3 separate regions of the Sus scrofa genome follow, and regions 1 and 2 are each linked to region 3. Evidence: chromatin contacts called from public Hi-C data. All regions are on one chromosome and are shown on one strand. Each heading gives the region's core, a stretch centred on a gene start, on an enhancer-like site or on the middle of the called end of the contact. The rest is flanking DNA. Distances are from core to core; before and after follow the strand shown.

What was found. A called contact is a pair of places that touch in the nucleus more often than the background predicts.
Region 1: a Hi-C map of liver shows a contact between it and region 3, with 2.3 times the contacts expected there. The contact joins the promoter of ELAVL1 here to the promoter of EVI5L in region 3. A contact is called at or near these places in 3 of 47 Hi-C or Micro-C datasets (embryonic fibroblasts, heart right ventricle and liver).
Region 2: a contact with region 3 is called in a Hi-C map of liver, with 5 times the contacts expected there. The contact joins the promoter of MCOLN1 here to the promoter of EVI5L in region 3. A contact is called at or near these places in 2 of 47 Hi-C or Micro-C datasets (heart right ventricle and liver).

Annotation. Positions count from the first base shown.
Region 1 is chr2:71,205,777-71,208,476 of Sscrofa11.1, forward strand. It overlaps ELAVL1 (ELAV like RNA binding protein 1), which reads left to right and starts at 1,365. Exons shown (of 6, transcript NM_001195334.1): 1 at 1,365-1,491. It also overlaps a transcript of CCL25 not described here.
Region 2 is chr2:71,612,005-71,614,704 of Sscrofa11.1, forward strand. MCOLN1 (mucolipin-1) reads right to left here and starts at 1,320. Exons shown (of 14, transcript XM_003480808.4): 1 at 1,145-1,320. The coding sequence starts at 1,175.
Region 3 is chr2:71,364,438-71,367,137 of Sscrofa11.1, forward strand. EVI5L (EVI5-like protein) reads right to left here and starts at 1,399. Exons shown (of 19, transcript XM_013994706.2): 1 at 1,216-1,399.

The sequences.
Region 1 (2,700 bases), core at 115-2,614, 160 kb before region 3:
AGTACCATGTGCCACCAGCCACATGTCAACTGCCCAAAAGCCACATGGAGCTGGTGATTATTAAATGAGACACTGCTGATTAAAAGGCATGCCCATGATGGGAGAAAGTTCTGTTGGATAAACATGACACTATACTACACTATGATTATTTTTTCAGTGTTCTTGACTCTTTCTGGTCCTTCTGCAGATCCTATTGTCTCAATCTTCCTAACAGTCCTCTTTCAAACTGAAATCCCCACATTCCTCACCTATGCCCTCTGTCCAATTTACTTTTCCTCTTACCACTTTTCACCACTGTGTGTGGAATCCACTTGATTTCTTTTCTGCCTCCTCATCTAGCACTGCACGGTCTCATACAGTAGTCACTGGCAACTGCGCTGTTGAGCCCTTGAAACGTAGCCAGTCCAACTTCAGAAGCGCTGTGAGTGTAAAAAAACACCAGATTTCAAAAGCACGTAAAGAAGGAAAAAAAAAAAAAAACATAAAAAGATCTCAGAACTTTTTATATTGGTTACATGTTGAAACAGCTTTTTGGACATAAATTGGGTTCAATAAAACACATCATTAAAATTAACATCTCCTGTTTCTTTTTATTTTTCCCCCTCTAGCATGGCTATAAGAAACGTTAAATTACTCATGTGGCTAACATTTGTGGTACGCTTATACCGCTCTTGGACAGAGCCAGCCTAGAATGTCAACCAAATAGAGGCAGGTATTTTGGCTAGTTCACTGTGCACACATTGACTGGCACGTAGTAGGCACTCAATTAAATTTTAATGAATGGGTGTTAGGCTGAGCATCGGGGTAAACTGCTAGCTCTGATAAGCAACACTGATGGAACGCTGACGGCATCCCATGCCCCGCCTACTCATTACACCAGATAAGGAAACTGAGGCCCGCCGAGGTGACGTCAGCCCCTGCCCAAGGGTACGTAGTGCGGAAACGCTGGGGCCAGGATTCGAACCCGAGTCCTGCCTTTACAGTCCTGGTGCACTGACCGCTCCTACCTTGTAGGGTGGTAACGGTGGCCGCGGCGGCGGTGGGACACATAGGCTCGAGACACACAAAATGCCCCCGATAAAGGGCGCGGCTCTTCGGTCACCGCCTTCCGTCGGCCGCCGTGGGCCAAGCCCCAACTGGCCCCCTCCGCGGCCATCGCCGGCCACCCGCGTCTCTGCCTGCCGCCGAGCCCTTCTCAGGCGGCGCCAGCCGGAAGTCCCGCCTCCGCCGCGCGCCCCGGGGCGCCGCGACAGCAACGCCGGCCAACGAGAAGCGCGCAGTGGCGGACGCTGGCCAATGGGTGCGCGCGTCGGGGGGGCGTGTCCGGGCCGCGGGCCGGAGCGGGTCGTGCGCGCTGAGGAGGAGCCGCCGCCGCCGTCGCCGTCGCCGCCGCTGCCGCCACCGCTACCGAGGCCGAGCGGAGCCGTTAGCGCCGCGCCGCCGCCGCCCGCCCGACCCGGAGCAGCCCCGGGCCATCCCGCCCGCGTCCAGGTGAGGCGGGGGCCTTCGGCGGCGCTCGACGGGGTAGGCCGCGGCAGGCCTGAGCTCGCCTGGCCGGGCCGCGGGCGCTCGCGGGCCTGCACCGGCCGAGGCCCAGGCCGCGCGGGGCTGGGAGGGGACGCGCACGGGCCTCGGCGAGCTGGCGAGGGCCGGCCGCTGTGGGCGCCGGCGACAGGCCCCGGGCCGGATTCCTTGGCCGCCGCGAGGGCCGAAAGAGGGGGACGCGGCGTGGGCACGCGCCTGGCGGCCGGGCTCCACGGCCGGGCCGGGGTAGTCTTGCAAGCCGGCTATCCGGGGGCGGGAGAGCGAAGCCAGAGACGAGGGAGTCGGGTGAGCGCCTTCAGCGCGCAGAGGTCACGGCCCACGGGCACGCTCCCCGGGGAAATCCTATACATTCTTTTGTGGTCGTTGTCAGAGGACCGCGGCCGATCTGAGGTCCTTTTAGAAGTGTGCAAACCCTTCACTATGTATGAGGGTCGAAGAAAAATATATATTTATGGACGCCATCTCTAACAAAGCTGTTTTTGAGGCGTGGGACGTTTGGGTTTGTAAAATTGTGTGTGTGTGTAAAACATAAACTGCACGCAGTTGAACAATGGAGGATGGATGTTCTTCCTTTTCCGGCGTCCTCCGCTGCTAGGCTTATTAAAATGGGTTCTAATACCTACTGTTTGTAGGGCATGTGGGGAAGAACTTCTGCAGGCCCTGCCCCTGGAGGAACAGAGCCCCCTCCCCTTTACTGAAAGTATTCCTGTGGAATCCTGAGAACCAATGTCCAGAAGTGGGACGATGGGGAGGAGGATTCAAGGGTTTTCAACCTTGGCGCTACTGACATTTGGGATCTGATCATTTTTGGTTTGTGGGGGAGGGCTGTTCTGTGTATGGTAGGATGCTGAGTAGCATCCCTGGCCTCTACCCACGAGACGCCAGCAGCATCCATGTCCCCTAGTTGTGAAGATCAAAAATATCTTCAGATGTTGCTGAAAGTATCTCACACACACACACACACACACACACACGCGCGCGCGCGCGCTTACACATGTGAGAACCACCACTGGACTAAATGATATTACCCTAAAAGTTCCCTTAGCCCCATCTCTGATGCCTTGGAACGGAAGGCTCCCAAAACGTTGAACAGATTCAGCTGTGGGAGCCTTCGTTTTCTTATCTATGAAACAGGACGGATGAGAATATTGCTGT
Region 2 (2,700 bases), core at 70-2,569, 250 kb after region 3:
GTCCTGCAAGGAGGGCCAGATCCTGGCTGGTTCCTTTGGAGCTCAGATGCTGTTGTAGTTTACAAAGCGGCTGGATGAGAAGCCGGAGGGCCAGCTGCCTCCCTGGCTGGGATCACAGCTAAGCCACCCAGACTCTAACAGCCAGGACACTTCTTAGATGTCTCCAGCTAGCTTACGAAGGGAAGATCGGGTGTTCCTGTCGTGGCTCAGCGGTTAACAAACCCGACTAGCATCCATGAGGATGCAGGTTCCATCCCTGGCTTTGTTCAATGGGCTACGGATCCAGCGTTGCCATGAGCTGTGGTGTGGGTGGCTCAGCAGTTAACAAACCCGACTAGCATCCATGAGGATGCAGGTTCCATCCCTGGCCTTGTTCAGTGGGTTAAGGATCCAGCGTTGCCATGAGCTGTGGTGTAGGTGGCAGACTCGGCACGGATCCTGTGTTGCTGTGGCTGTGGTGTAGGTAAAACTACAGCTCCGATTAGACCCTAGCCAGGGAAGCTCCATATGCCTCAGGTGCAGCCCTAAAAGGACAAATAAATAAATAAATGAATAAGTAACAACAACAACAAAACAAAAAACGAAGGGAAGACCAATGCAATCGGCCTTCCTCTAGGGTCCCCTATGAGAGGCTACTGAGGTCAGGAAAGCTGAGCTTCCATTAGTTTGGTGATCTGAAATTGAGTTAGGCACCTAGGTTTCAGGAGGCAATGACCAACACTCCTCTCTGGGTTTAGAGAAGCTGAACATTTGCCTCCTGATTTGGGGAAGGAAAATCTGAGATCTCACATGCAACTGGGGTTGTCTGAGTTCTGGCAGAGCTGAGCAATCCGAATCTAGACTCAGAATGCAAACCCTGGGACCCTGACCGCCAGGAGTCGCCTGAGTTGAGGCACGCTGAGCACAGCCTAGGTTCAGGAAGGGCGGTCGGGAGTCCTGCCACTCCAAGGTCGCAAAGCTAGTGCCCACCCGCCGCCCAGGTAATAGGAGCCGTCAGCCCGTATCGCCACCACGGGGAAGCTTGAGAGGTCAGCACCGGCGCTGAGGAATGAGAAACCCGGGGCTCCGCCGCCCTAGGTCGGAGAAGTCGGCCGCCGGCCCGCCGCCTGCGTTCGGCGACCCGCAGGGCCGCCTGCGCCCTCACCTGAGCCGCGCGGGCCTACGGGGACTGCCATGCCGGAGCGAGTAGCACCGGACGCGGGCGAGCGCCGCGGCGCAGCCGGGGTCCGAACGCCCGCCGCTGTCACTGCGGCCTCGCTCCCTCGCGGTGCAGCTTCAAACCCTCCCGCATCAGCTGACTCGCGCCCCCAGTCACGTGACCCACACGGTTCAAAAAGCAATCGACGCGATCCGGTCCCGCCCTCTGCGCCACGACGCCCCCTGCAGGAGCTGCACGCATGCGTGACTCAGCTGGCGATTTACAGCCCTTAGACGGCCGTGCGGTCCTAGCGCCGACGGGCGAAAAATGAATGTGCTGGGGGATGGGCTGGCTGTGAGGGAGCCAACTTTGCCCTGGCTGGGTCCTGGCTCCCTATCATGCCCGCGTGCAATGCCAACCTCTTGACTTCCATGTCCAGTGCTTGACCCCCTTACCCTCCACAGACTCTGGTGATGATCCCACATTTTATCTCAAGACTGCCCTGCTTCCTACCCCCCAGAAACCCCGCATTCCTCTTAAACCCCTCTCATCTGAACTACCATCAAACCCTCTATAATTTCGTAATTATATCCCAAACAGGACTACTTTTCCCCACTCCTATGGCTATCAGCCCAGAGTCCCTCAACACCCTGGCCCCTGCCATTGTACCAACGTCCCTGATCTTAGGCTCCCATTCTTTTTTTTTTTTTTTTTTCCATTTTATGGCTGCACATATGGCTAGGGGTCAAATTGGAGCTGCAGCTGTTGGCCTACACTACAGCCCCAGCAACACCAGATCAGAGCTGCATCTGTGACCTAAGCCACAGCTTGTGGCAACTCCGATGGATCCTTTTTTTTTTTTTTGTCTTTTGTCCTTTTAGGGCCACACCCTTGGCATATGGAGGTTCCCAGGCTAGGGGTCTAATCAGAGCTGTTGCTGCCAGCCTATGCCAGAGCCGAAGCAACACCAGATCTGAGCCACGTCCATGACCTACACCACAGCTCACAGCAATGCTGGATCCTTAACCCACTGAGTGAGGCCAGGGATCAAACCCACAACCTCATGGTTCCTAGTTGGATTCGTTTCCACTGCACCATGATGGGAGCTCCCCAACAGATCCTTAACTCACTGAGCAAAGCCAAAGATGGAACCCCCAACTTCATGGATGCTAGTCCAGTTCTTAACCTGATGAGCCACAACAGGAACTCCCTTAGGTTCCCATTCTTGATCTCCCCATTCCACTCTTCATCCAGCAGCTAGAAGGAGCTTCAAAAGATTATTCATATTAGTCCTCTGTCAGAACCTACTAATGTCTTCCTATTTCTCCAGGATGTCAAGCAAGCTCCCCACTTCAGTCTACCCGGCCCTTTGTTCCATGCCCCACCCACTCCTACCTCCTCCCCAGGCTCATCTCTCAGTAGCCCCAGGGCCTTTGCACAATCTTGTCCTAGAGCATAAAGGTTAACAACCCAGGCTCTGGAAGGCAGACAAAAGGAGCTTCGACCTAGGAAACTTCTGTGTCTTCCAAAAAGTCACTTAAACTCCATGTACCTCAGTTTAC
Region 3 (2,700 bases), core at 149-2,648:
CTGGGTCACTCTGCCACCTCCAGGACCCCAGAGAGGGAGTGGGCTAGGGAGGTTGGTGTGTTGGGAAGGCTGGGTAGCTGCCTGAGTCTCTGCCTGAGCTGGGAGCTCTTGGTCCAAGGAGGAGGCATGCTAAAGCGCTGAAGAGCCCTGTGAATGTGGGTGTGTTGGGAGAGGGTCCCAGTTGCCTGGGTCTGTGTTGAGGATAAAAGTGTCTGACCCTGTGTGTGTGTGTCCATGTCAGGGGCTCCTGAATGTCTGTGTGTGAGGGGTCCAGGGTCTGTCCGTATGAGTTGTTGGGGGTATATGGGTACTGATTTGTTGGGTCCCAGGTGTGTGTGGCATGCGCACACCTGAATGTGTGAGTGGGGCCCTCTGAAAGGTGTGTGTCCTTAGGTGGGGGAGGGGGTTCAGAACATCTGTAGGGAGGTCCTGAGCATGAGGTGAAGGTGGATTTTCAGGAAGCAGTGATCAAGACAAGTCAAGATCAGGGCTGTATGTGGAGCTATTGGAGTGTGCTGAAAGACCCCAGGAGTGGCTTTCAGGGGTGCCCTTGGCCATGGGGCTGCTGGGAGTGGCAGATGGGCAATCAGGCTGAGGTGAGGCCTGTGAGCAGAAATCCTGATTTACAGAGACTGGAGAGGGGGGTCCTGTGGGGTCAGAAGGCTCCAAGGCTGGTATCCTTGGGGATGGGGGTACGTCTGAGCCCAGAGATAGGATGTGAAGTGAGGGGAGGGACGGCGTGGCAAGGGGGTCTACAGATGAGAGGGGAACCTGAGGGGTTGGGACAGAGGGAGGGCGGGGGTCCTCCGCTTCCTGGAGGGCGCTTGTAGGGGGCGGGTCTGCGGGGTGGGGGCAGAGGGAGCCCTGAAGAGACCGGGAAGGGGTCCTGAGGGTCAGTAGAGAGGGTGGTCAGGGGTTACGGGCCCGAGGAAGCTTCTGGGGAGGGGGCTGCGCCGCGGAGGAGGACGCCCGGAGGTGTCGGAGGTGTCGGGGAAGGGCCCCTGAGGGTCGGGAAGCGTCGGGAACGAGGGTGGGCAGGGGCCGGGGCCCGAGGTTGACGGCCAGGGTCCGTGCTAGGAGTGCCAAGGGGTCCCAGCGCGGGTTCTGGGGAGAGGGGGCCCTGAGTCCCGATCTTGCCCGGCCCCCGCGGGCCGCAGCGCGGAGCCGCGGGCCTGAGAAGGCGCCTGGGAGGCCTGGCCCGCGCCGCCTACCTACCTGCGCCGAGCGCGCCGCCATCGCCGTGCCGAGCCTAGCCGTCCCCGGCCGCGCCGCCGGATCCCCGCCGCGCCGCTCACCCCGCAGCCCCGGCCCGGCCCCTTCAGCCGCCCCCCGGGACCGCGGCCGCCGCCGGCTCCGCCGCTGCCATTTCACCCGCTGACAGGAGCCGCTGCCCCACCCCCGAGGCCCAGTCAGCCAATTCGCCGCCCCAAGGAACTCCGGCTCCGCCCATTGGCCAGGAGTGACGGTGTTCCTGGCCAATCCGTGCACATTCCGTAAGGAGGGCCCTGGCTACGGCCAGAAGGTTGACTCCTTTAAGGAGAGAAGCGAATTAAACTTAGGGAAGCAGTGAGGGACGGGTGGTTTTGCCTATCGGAATGTGGAATCCTGGTGATCAACACATGGCAGGGCCAATAGCGAGGAGAGAGGGGTGTGTCTCTGAGGGAAGGCTGAGTCCCTAAGGAACCCCAGACAGGGGCAGGCAAGCGTTTGGGTCTAAGCCCCGCCCAGAACCGGGCTTTTTGGCCCAATAACGAGACGTCCTGGGACGGCCATTATTATCTGCCCCTCAAACCTTGGCCATGGCAACTGTTGGGCCTCTATAAAGAAGAATGACACCCAGGGAGCCAATGACACTGAAGGAGGGCGGTGAAGGGACGCTCTCTGGCCAATGAGTTCGTGAGATTGATCTGAGGTTGGCCTCCGGGGCGGTGGGGCTTGGGGCTTGAGGCTTGGAGTGAATGAAATAGGGGCGGGGCTGAGAGGGGCGTGGCCTAGATCATCGTTGGGGCGGGGGCAGATAAGGTAGAGGCTAAAGGGTTGGGTCCGGGAAGGGGGGTTGCCAGAAATCCCTAAGGCGGCGGGGAGGTGGTGGGACTGCAGCTTCACTAACTCCAACTCGGTGCTAGCGGTGGGGCTTTTGGGGTTGGGGTGTCACACCAAAGACTCAGGCAGGTCCCCTGCCCTCGTCTAGTCAGGGTTAAGTATATTCTCTGAGGCTGAGAATCTTGTTCCCGCATTAAACTCTGAGCACGCTTTTATCCTTGCTTGGGACACGGCCCTCCCATCCCCCACCCCATCTAGACGGGGTGTGTGTGGAATGCAGGACCTAGGTCAGGTCTCCTCGGGATCCCCAGCGTTTCTGAGAAGGGGCCCAGCCCATGGGAACTGCTTGTAACTGATGAATGAGCGAATGGCAGGCCAAGACCCTATCAACAGGAAAAGGAAGTTTAGGGGACGATCAAAACAGGCTGGCCCCTTGTGGGGCATTAGAAGCAGTTACTGATAGCCGGCAAGACTTAGCAAAAATGACACATTTCCACCTGTCACAGAAGAGAGAGTGACACGGTAAGTTCACAATGGAGGCTGGAAGTGGGGAGACGGACATGGAAACGAGAGGGCTGGAACCCAGAGTGGGGAGTGTCAGGACCTTCTGAGGTTTGAGGTCTCAACCTTCTAAATAGTGGGTAGGGGGGGTTCTTC